Regions from separate parts of the Sus scrofa genome. Here region 1 is linked to region 2. Evidence: chromatin contacts called from public Hi-C data. All regions are on one chromosome and are shown on one strand. The core of a region is the stretch at or near the end of the contact, and the rest is flanking DNA. Distances in the headings are between cores, read along the strand shown.

What was found. A called contact is a pair of places that touch in the nucleus more often than the background predicts.
Region 1: a contact with region 2 is called in a Hi-C map of liver, with 4 times the contacts expected there. A contact is called at or near these places in 6 of 47 Hi-C or Micro-C datasets (alveolar macrophages, fetal skeletal muscle, liver and 1 more).

Annotation. Positions count from the first base shown.
Region 1 is chr3:128,196,601-128,202,417 of Sscrofa11.1, forward strand. No RefSeq gene overlaps it. Among named protein-coding and RNA genes, the nearest start is that of RNF144A, 670 kb to the right of the region's middle.
Region 2 is chr3:127,483,368-127,489,086 of Sscrofa11.1, forward strand. No RefSeq gene overlaps it. Among named protein-coding and RNA genes, the nearest start is that of ID2, 17 kb to the right of the region's middle.

The DNA.
Region 1 (5,817 bases), core at 746-3,245, 710 kb after region 2:
CCTATTTCACCTGGGGCATCATAAGCACCTGCTCACAACACAGAGGGAGGTAAGTGTGACCCCACGCCTGGTGTGGCGACCTGTACACTAGGATCCAGAGAGCAGAGGTGAAACTGTGCTTCCTGCACTCAGGCGCCTCCTAGGTTAACGGAGAAACTGCTCTGGAAGGCAATAATTAAACTATGTGGTTATAATGCTATGCTAAACATTCCTTATTTCCATGATGTCACTGGAGTCCCCTCCCCCAAGAGGAATGAGTCGTAAAGGCCGTGCTGACCAGTCCGTCCCACATTCTGATTCCTAGAATTGTAGGTGCAGGGCAGGAGTGAGGGGTCGCCATAGACCCCCCGAGCTTGGAGCCCAGGGTGTGCGGTCAGGAAGGTGACCATGACCGGGAGACAGAGATCTCCCTCTGCCCTGCTCTTGACGGATCCTTTCTCACTTGTCAGCCATGGTCCCTCAAGACGTCACCTCTCTGAGGGCTGCTGTGAGAATTAAGTGGAAGGACACAGGTGGCATGGCCGGCCAAGCCTGCCAACCAGTAACCATCCGCTGTATTCCTCGTTCCAAATACAGAGCAAGGTCCTTGAAGAGTGGGTCCCAGCCATCCCCCTTTGTCAAAGGGATGCTGCATGCAGCGGTTACAAGGCACTGAGAGGGACTTCACACCATGGCACGGTGGGTTAGGAATCCGATTGCCACTGCTTAGGTCACTGCAGAGCTGTGGGTGCGATCCCTGGCCTGGCACAGTGGGTTCAAGGATTCAGTTCCTGGCCTGGGAACTTCCATATGCCATGGGTGCAGCCATTAAAAAAGCAAACGAAAAAGAGTAACTGATGGGGTTCAAACCCTAGCCCCTCCCGGACAAGCTGTGTGTACGCGTTCCGAGGTTTGTTTCCTCACATATGTCCAAGATGTGGAAAATAGCTGCCTTTCTGTCCCAGTGTCAGGAAGGCAACATGGGTCAATACACACAGAGCATACCTCAGTGTCTGCCCAGGCCAAGAGCCACTGCCTCCACTATCGCACACATTGGTGTGTGGCCTCTTCCCCTTGCACAAATCACCTTTATTAGAGACCCTCTGACTGTCGTGGGACAGACCGGGACCCATCCGTGCCTTCGTCCTCACCTACCCATGGGGCCGCTTTGGGGTGGAATTCCACCCAGACCGCCGCTGTCTGTGGACACAGAGCTTCCTCTGGCCAGGACTGACGAAGGATGGCAGTGGATCTCGCTCCCCTCATTTGGTCTCTGGTGTTGTGCTGGGAGACACGTTAAAAGTGGAAGCTTGTCCAGGCCCCTCATTTCCTAAGGAGAGAGAGGCAGAGACCTTGAGAAGGTAGGGGAGTTTGTCTCCGGGCGGCCAATGTGAGAACCTGGGCTGGAATCCATGCCTCATGTCCTGGCTGCTGCTCTTTCCAGAACATGTTAAGAGGCAGCAGAGTAAACGGAAAGACCATGAACTTGGAGTCAGCAGGCCGGGTCCAAATCTTGGCTCCTCCGATGTGTCACCTGACCGTCTTTATCCAATACAGAGAGATATTAACTCCTTTCTCACGGAGCTGCTCTGAGGATTAAACAAGGTTCTGTGTGTGAAAGCACCTGGCTTGAAGCAGGTGCTTAATGAATGTTCGTTTCTTCCCCATCACGGTGGAACTTGTATATTTATAGATGCGTGGAAACAGGAGGGAGACCAGAAATAACAAAGGCTCCTGATGGAGCAGCTGGCCCAGAGCCTGCACTCAGAGGTGTGCACAGGTGAGTGCCTTAAGGCGGCGACCCAAGCAGATACTCAGCATTGGAGCAAAGAGCCAGGGGATCTCTGTCTTTTTTTTTTTTTTTTTCCAGGAACACAAACGAACTGGCTAGGATGCTGTGGGAAAGGAGAGGTGGGTTGTGAAACCCACAGGTGGCCCTGAGCATGGCGGTGACGAGAGTCAATGTCAAGGCTGTTTTCCTCTGGGCCATGCCCACCGCCAGGTTCACGGGGCCCTCCGCCAAGTCAAACAGGGCTCTGCGCAGTCAAAGCTGCACTTGCTCCAGGCGCTCCCGGGGACCAGCTTAGGACTCTGGGGTCAAACGTTCGCCCCCTGTCAATGGGAGGCCATGCACCTGTGTGGCTGTAATGCCCGCTGAGAAGCCAGCCCCTCTGTTCCCCCCAAAGCTCCCAGGTTTGCATATTCTTTAAAGCATTGAGCACTCAGTGAACGCCAAGCCCTCAGCCAAGTCTAAACATTTGCCTTGGCACTGGGCCATCCTAACACAGGGCCCCAGCGTTGTCCCAGGCTGACGCGCCTTAAAAGAGCTGCACGAGTTGAAATTCAGTGGGATCGTAAATATGCCAGGTAGACAGTTGAATCTGAAGATTAGAATCAAAGGGTGAGTTATTCAATCCAAGAAAAAGTCACGAATAAGCAAACCAGCATCCTGGGAGCCCGACCACACTTAAAAAGTCTTCCCTTCACGAATGGCCTGCTTGGTGCCCACACTCCGTTGTGCCCGCCTGCTTCGCGCTCATGACAATTAGTAGATATTATGCCTCTTTGCTGAGGCCTGAACTGAGGCTCCCAGCTGTGTTATAGCTGACTTAGCACAAGGTCAAGGAGCTAACATGTGATGGGGCCAGGGTTTAAGTAAGATGGATTTCATTGAATAAAAGAAAAAAGCTTAAGTTGTTTTTACCATATTCATGCTAAGAAACCAAGGTAAGTCAAAAAGAGATTAACTATCCTCATGAGATAAGAGGCTTAACAAAAAATGAAGGGACGTGTGGACTTCTCATTTAGCAGTCTGGTTTGCAGGCTCCTTACCTTAGCGAGGGCAGGAGACAGAAATTCAGGCTTCAGTTTATGGTCTCCAGTTCTTCTTCATATAGCCTGTGTCCTTGCCAACTGGATTATTGTCCAAATGCTCCCCAAGGCTTTTCACGGTGCCTTTGCCTTGCTGTTCCTTCTGCAAAGAATGTCTTTCAGATCTCTGATGCTTGACATCTTAACCAGCCTAATTCTCCCGCCTGCAAGACAGAACTCTCTCTCTTTTTAAAAGATTACTATTTTTTATTACAGTTGACTTACAATGTTGTGCCAATTTCTGCTCTACAGCACAGTGACCCATGTGTATATATTTATGTCTCATACTGTCTTCCATTATGATCTAACCCAAGAGATTGGATAAAGTTCCCGTGCTGTGCAGTAGGACCCCCTTGCTGATCCATTCTAAATGCAGTAGTTTGCATCTACAGATCCCCAGCTTCCAGTCCATCCCACTCCCTCCTTCCCTCCCCCAGCAATCACAGACCTCTGGCTCTTGCAGGTCATTCAGAGAGCGACATGCTCAGTTTTTTTGGGCCCCCCTCTTGGTTAGAGTATAGGTTCCTGAGTTCTGCCTCTGGAAATTCTGATTTCCTAAGTCTAGAATGGACCCCCCCAAAATCTATCTAAATCAACACTTAGGTGATTCTGGTGCCGAAGATCCATGAGCCAAGCATCGAGGAACACACGCCTAAGTTTATGGAGTCTCTCCCATTCGAAACATTGCAGTTTTTCTTCTTTTAGTCGTTGCTACGCATTTTTTCTTACCTCTTTAGGCTTGATGTGGGGGCTGCATCTTATCAATTTTTTTATTCTCCTAGTGTCAGACACCTAGTAGAGACTTCATAAATAGTTATTTAACTGAATTTATTGCCATTTTTATTAAAAAGAAAGTATTTGGTGAATATTATTTTGGTGCCCTTTCCCCCTCATGGCAGGTGAAGTGTAATTTGGGGGAAGCTTTAGGGGGAATAAAGATCACAGCTATGGAGACATGGGAAAATAAGGATGATGGAGAGAAGCATCAGTGAGGAAATTCTTTCACCTCCCAGGGGATAAATAAGGTGAACCCAACCTTGATATTTTGAGAGGAAATGGAAAAGCTTCCAGGAAGCAGGCTTTAGCACTCTCTTTTGATGCCAGCTGACTTTGAAGGATATTCAACCCTGGCTGGTTTGGAATCTACCTGGCAAGGAGAGACCGAATTACCTTGATTGTTTTGGGCCATTGGACCCTAACAGGCTGAGATACAACCATTTAAGTCTCTCAAAAGTTTATACATCTACACTTTCAGATAAATGAATGTATCTGCAAAAATTTCCAATACAATCGCCTATGTAGGGCCCCAGCTCAAAGCCTGCCAAAGTCCATGTGCATTTAAAGTCACTAAATTCAGGAGTTCCCATCATGGCTCAGAGGAAATGAATCTGACTGGTATCCATGAGGACGCAGGGTCGATCTCCAGCTTTGCTCAGTGGGTTAAGGATCTGGCAGTGCCGTGAGCTGTGGTCTAGGTCACAGAGTGGCTCGCATTCCATGTTGCTGTGGCTGTGGTCTAGACTGGCAGCTATAGCTCCAATTCAATCCCTAGCCTGGGAACCTCTATCAGCCGTGGCGTGGCCCTAAAAAGGCAATAAATAAATAAATAAATGAAGTCGCTTAATTCAGAGTTCATAAGGGAATCAGAGGCTTAGCAGAGGCTAACATATTGCAGTTTTGGGAATCCAGTCTCTTTGTGGTGGGCTTTAGAAACCTCAGCCTAAGTCACCAGCACTTCTTCCCACATCCTCGTCCTCTTCATCCGGAGGACGAATCCACGGGGGACTGTGATCTGAGTGTGTTGCATGCATCCCTACAGGACTGTTCCTTTGTTGTGCCTTCTCCAGGCCCCAGGAACTTTCCTTCACTCAAATAGCTAGGCCATCTTCTCCCTCCTTCCATCGTTTCTCCTCTTGCTCTACCTCTTAGAATAACTTTTAAATTACAATACTAGAGGCACTCAAAGCATCTTTCTCTTCCCTAAGATTACTCCATAGAGAGGGTCTAGTGAGGGCATTGCTAGGAATTAATTTGTAGTCATAGAACCAAGATATAAGCCTCCACTGTGGGTGGACTATAACATAACTTCTTTCATTTACTTGGTGTGAAAGGGGACCATAAATGCTGCATTTTCTGTTTCTTAAACGTTCAACAGAAGCCATTTTTGGCTTTTACTATCTCACTGGATGCCAGAGATCCTGGAGGAAGAGTGGAGAAACATGGGCTTGGAGTCTTGGGTATTTACAGCTCCCAATATTTACTCTGAGATTCTTCTAGGTGGATGTGTTGGGGCCACAACTCAGTGACTCTTCAATCTTCTATTCATTAAGCAAGAACAAACAAACAAAAATGAATACCTATTCTGTACCAGGCACTCTGAAAATTGCTGGGAAATGTGATTTTTTTTAAAGAGTTTAAAGAACTCATAATCTATGGGGAAAAATCTAATAAAATGAAACATTTTGATAAAACCAGACCATTGTTCCAAAGGGGGTACGGGTAAGGCTCAGGGACCTAGGAGAAAAGCCCTCCATGGGTCTCTGGCCTGGCTGTGGAGAGTGAGGGTCCTGAACCCAGACTGGCTGGGCTGAAATCCTGACACTTATTTCTCTTTGATTTTTTTTTTTTTTTTGACCACATTGGTGGCATATGGAGGTTCTCAGACAAGAGACTGAATCTGAGTCGCAGCTGTGACCTATGCCACAGCTGTAGTGACGCTGGATCCTTTAACCCACTGCCCTGGGCTGGGGATCGAACCCGTGCCTTCACAGCAACCTGCACCGCTGCAGTCAGATTCTTAACCTACGGAACCATGGTGGGAACTCCAGCTCTTTGCGTTTGTACTAGTTCCTTACCTCTCTCTGTCTGGTTTCTCATCTGAAAATTAAGGTCAGTAATGGCCCACCCCACATGGGGCTGTGTGAGGATTGCATGAGTTCATGTTGGTCAAGTATAGGAGGAGTGCAT
Region 2 (5,719 bases), core at 399-2,898:
TTAGTCACTTGCAAACAGTCGCTCCCTGTCTTTGCAATAATCTGGAGATGCAGATATTTTGCCTGTCTCACAAATGGCAAAACCAGAGCTGAGAGAAGGGAAAAACCTTGCCCCATGTCTCACAGCCTTTCCATGTTAGAGCAGAAGCTTGAGCCCAGCTCTGACACCAAAGCCGACTCACGTATCCCCAGCCACGCCTTCCTTTCCAAGGACGATGTCAACGCGGTTTGCAGACCCCCAGGTAGTGGCCAAGGGGCTCCTGAGCGCAGAGGGAGAGGAAAACCTGCCGGTCACTTAGGCCCGCCGCCCGGCGCTCACAGCTGAGCATGTTGCAAAGTGGTCATGTTGTGACAGGTACCTTTGTGCTGCATCGAGTGGTTTGCCTTCACCCCGCTTTCAGCTTCATTTTATCTTTGTCTTGGCTCAGGCCGCCGTAACAAAGCACCATAGACTGACCATAGGCTTATAAACAGCAGAGATCTGTGTCTCACGGTTCTGGAGCTTGGAAGTCCAAGATCAGGGTACCAGCCTCTTGTCGCTGCACCCTCATCACGAGAAACCAGGAGTGTTTCCCTCCAGGACCTCCAGGTGCCGTTCAGACCTCAAAGCAGCCAGCGCACCTCCTAGAATTCAGTCTTCAGACCCTGTCCGCTCCCCGGGGACGGAGAGTGGGACCGGAAGTTCCAGGCTTTAATCGTGGTTTGGTCTTTCTTCTGAGCAGCCCCAGCCTGATGCTTATCCGGGCGCCACCAAGAGGCACCCTTAGAACAAAAGACTGTCCGATCACCCGGGGAAGCCCCGAGGAGTTTAGGGCTCTGCGTCAGGAACGTGGGCCAAAGATCCTATTTCTGTTTCTCACTGTGTCACTCTAATAAAGCAAATATCCATGAGCCACAGCAAGTTGAAGAAGTAGGAGCAGCCAGTATCTTAGAAGTCCTTCGTGTGTCTCTTCTGGAAGTGCCTGCAGACACCACTCTCTTGCCTCTTGTGACCGACCCTTCCTTGCGTACCCTTACGTGTTTCCGTCTTATGCGTGTGCCCACGAACAAGTGTACCTGGTCTGGACCTCATGTCAGTGAAGTCATACTGTCAGTGTTTATCCTTGACGTGCTTCTTTCATGACACACCGTGAGGCTTATCCCAGGGGACGAACGTAGGTGTCATTCGGGACTTTTCACTGCAGAGTAGTAGTCCGTCCTGTAACTAGGTATCTCGTATCTGTCTTGCTGCATATTGTTTTCAACGTGGATGGCAAAGTTTGCCTGGGTATGTGTTACCCATCTCCTGTTGTACACGTGCAAGAGTTTGAACTTTTTGGATGTGAGGTTTTTCTAATAAGGATTTGTATTTTTTTCTATTTTCGTTGGTTTACAGTGTTCTGTCAGTTTTCTGCTGTACAGCAAAGTGACCCAGTCTCTCTCACACACACACACAGAGATGAGAGTTATTTTTAAAAACATGTATTTTCGTGACCAGAAGAAAACTGGAGAAATTAAAGACTCCTTTGGTTTATTCTATTGCCACACCTCCCTGGAGGCAAGTCAGCGTCTAGACTGCAGCGACAATCATGAGACCTTAACCACAGCATCAGGGGCAGGGAGTGGGTGACCGCTGTGCACCCTAGAGACTGCCATTTGGAAACAGACTAAAACCAGGACCTTGGACTCTGGAATGAGGCAAGGAGGAAACAGCGGTGACCCTGGGCACTGACGTGATGGGGGGGGGGGGGTGGCAGGAGACCGCGCATGCGCTCAGCCAGCCCCAGGATCCCGCCCTCCCTCGCCTCCAGCACCAGCCGACAGCGTCCACCAGATGTCGGCCCCGCCTCACCTACAGCCTGTCCAACACGAAGTTCAAACCCATCCTCCCAGTAACCCCCGCCCCCCGCCCTGATGTGTGCTCCTCCTTGTCCCTGGTGCCATCACTGCTTCCATTACTCGGGCTCCGAAACCAGTTGCCTTTGCTTCCTCTCTCTCCCACTTCCTCGTCCCATCACTCGCCAGGCTCCTGCCTCTGCCCTTAGGATCCCTCCGCCTCGCATCTCGCCAACCGCGTCACCTGCCTCCCGCCGCTTCCCCGCTTCAGTCCAGTCTGTGCGCAGATGCCAGAGGAGCCTCGCAAAGCCCCGCGTTCGTGTCCCGCGCACTAGTGGTGATGACACCATCACGCAGCGTATCCGAGCCTAGTAACCTTGGATGGACCTTCAAGGGTCTTTAAGATCTGGTCCCAGTTTATTCCTGTGCAAATTGATTTCTAAGCTAAAGCCGTCCACTTAACCGAATTTGTCCTGAATATTACAAAGATCTTCAGGAAACTCAATTCACAGATGGTCCTGATTTTGTGAACTTGTCCCCACTTCCATCCAATCCCAAATACATGCCCTTTTCTTCCTCATGGGTCGTACTTTCTCGGCACAGTATCTCCTGGAATTGCCTGGGTTGTCTTTTAAAGCTTAGAAACTGATCACAGCCCAGGGGACTGTCCTTTTGAATCTTCGTGCGCAGCCACCACCGTCTGCAAGGCCCTGGGCCAAGGGTCCAACTTGAACGTGCTGCGTAGCAGGTTAATAGAATTTATTACTTAAAGAGCTGCAATAGGTTGAAAGATAATTGAATCTCAAACACTTGAGGAAAATGTAATGAATGATAAGTGATTAAGACTGTTATTGTATCATTTACACACAAGAGTCCTGAGCTTAGCAACATGCAGAAGCATAAAGCTTTCCACAGACCTTCAAAGTTTCAGGTCTAACACCCTTCATTTGTAAACTCAAAACCGGGCTCTGTTTTCCAGCATGTTGCAACTTGTTTTGACTTGCAGCAGCGTTAATCTCAACATTGTCTGAGTTAATCTCCTTCTAGCAGCCTTGAAAAGTAGAAGAATGTATTATTATGCATTGGCTTAAAAGAAAGTACCATTATTTGGAGCAAAGGATGTCAAAGATTATGGCAAGTCAAAGTTTCACATAAAATGTAAATGTATACAGAGGGATTTGACTGGAATGAAATGACATCAAAAGTGAGAGTGTGGCCTTGAAAATTCAACAAGGTATAGAAGACATCAATAACTATACAAGTAACATCATGACTGTGGAAAAAAGTCAGAGCTCTGATTCCAGCAGCGTGCCCAGGGCTGGGAAAAGAGGTGACTTTTGAGAGCAAACCATGTATTCTGCAGGACAACCTGAACACAAGCAGGACTCAGAAATCTGTGCTATGAATTTGAGTGACGAGTCGAGAAGCCAGAGGCTTAGCGTTTGTTCCAGTCTTTCAAAGGAAACTGGACAAAAAGAGCGGATTTGAGGAAAACAGTAATTGGCACTGAAAGGTAGTGTTTTCTCAGTGACCCAGAAACAAAGTGTCAAAGTTTGCCCTGGAAAATTACAACCTTCCCAGTATGCCCCAGAGCACACATGTCAGAATCAGAAAGAAAAACACTGCTTTGTCCCTTTGCCATCGGTGCAACTGTTCCAACCTGGGGTCAAAAGTCCGTCCGTCTTGTCACACACATGCTGAGGGGCCCCAGGACCCTCACAAAGCGGGGGATTGAGCAGGGTCCTTATTACGCCCAGGACCCAACTGAAGGGGAGCTTTTGGGGAAACAGCTTCTGACCAAAATCTCTTACCGGATTTATCACAGCCTTTCCCTTGGGATGTTCTGTGGAAGGAAGGCTGCTTTGGCGAGGATGTTAGCAGGTGTTACACGAAAAACTGGATTTGTGGTCCGTTCAGTTTAGAAGCGCCACTCCAGTAAGTGTTGTTTTGTTTTTGTTTTGGTTTTTCTTTCTTTGGCCATACCCACAGCATACGGAAGTTCCCAGGCCAGGGATAGAATCTGAGCTCCAGCTGGGACCTACATCACAGCTGTGGTAAAGCCGGATCCTTAACCCACTGTGCCACAGTGGGAACTCCTCTAATCATTTTTTTTGTTACATAATTTATTAGACTTTTCCATGTATATCGTGAAACTCCAAGACGGGAAAATGATGTGCAGTCTCTTCCAAATAGACCCCACCCCAAATCCTTTCCCCCTGAGCAACGCGTGGACAGTATTCCCTGGAATGTCCCATAAAGGGCCTTGTTTAATTAAGGCCTTTCCTCCAAAGGGCTTTTTGAAAATATCAATAAAGCAAATCCATCGTAGAGCACATTAAAAAAATGATGAGGTTCCTGTTTTAATGAGTTGAGAGGAAGAGGGCCACTCAAGGCAGGTCTTTATTTTTCATTTACTTATTTATTTATTTTTGAGCCACGCCCATGGTTTGCAGAAGTGCCTGGGCCAAGGATCGAACCCAAGCCACAGCAGTGACAATGCCAAATCCTTAACCACTAGGCTACCCGGGAACTCCCCAAGGCTGGTCTTTAGAGTGTAAGACGCTCAGTGGGGTAAGTCTGAGTACTTGCACTTTCTGTGAACTGGTTCCTTCACTACCAGCTAAGACAGAGAGAATGAACGCAGGCATCTCTTTCTTCTCCATCCTGTTGTGTCAACCTGCAAGGACCAGAAGCTCAGGAAGCGGGGGTGACAGCAGAGGAGAGGGCTCAACAAATGCTGTAAACCGGAAACCCAAGGGAGGCTGGTGACTTAGTGGAGAAACAAGCCATGTCCTGGGTGCCTGCCAATGGCCAGAAGGAGAATAGCATTGACCTACAGGGCCTCCAACACCCCTACAGGCTCTGGGAGCCCAGGGTCGCCCCCTGGAGGCAGAGGGGAAAGTGGGAGGAGAAATGGAAGGTTGTCCAGTGTTCCTAAGACCATCTAAAGCCCCTTCCCCTTTTGTTCCCTCAAACATTTTTGAGGAAACGTTCAAGCCGGGTGATCTCCAAGTTCCTTGCCACCAGTAAAAGGGAAGCTAGGTGTGACTGAGTTGTCGGGGGGATAGTGTACCGAACATGCAGATTGATAAAGAACTGCCACGTCCGTTCTAGCATAGAATTTGGGAGATAAAAGACTCATTGACAGTGCTCTATCAAAACAACTTCCAATTCCGTCTACTTATTTATGTGAGTGAGAAACTTATTTAGGTTTCTTGGCACATAAATCTCTGCAAATAAAAATACTGGGATGAAAATTCATGCTGAACTCTGGCTCGTTCTATACAAAAGGAATATTCATCCATGGATACTCAAGGTACTTGAAAAACCATCTTACCTGTCTCATTAAGAAATGTATTTCCTGTAAAACAGGATCTTAATGCTTATTAAGATGTTTAAGTGTTGAATACGATTTGTGATAACTGGAAACAAAAATGTTTATAACTTCAATTTGTATATATAGGTGAGCATTTACGTAGCTGCGTACATGCTCTTTTTGCAGAAAGGCATGATAAGGCAACAAATAATTTTGAAAGGCAAACATACATTGGAATAAAATTGTGCCGGGGAAGTGGAGTAGAAATGCTGGCTCTGGAGAGAAAGAAACAATGTGACCATTTTGACTTCTAAAGAGGAAATGCTTCTTGTCTATTAAATATGGGTGGTGATGGCGGCTGATACTCCAGGAGATGAACTTCAGAGACTAATGCGATCCGTTTGTATCGAAATTTATTTTGTAGCCCTTTTAACTTATAACAACAATTTCAGATGACAGTTGAAAACTGTGTGAGCAGATACATGGTTTTTCAAAATCCTTTGAGGAGGTTAAGCAAAAAAAAAAAACAAAAAAAACATTTGGAGGTTAATTATGATCTTAATTGTATTAATTATAATCTTAAATTATG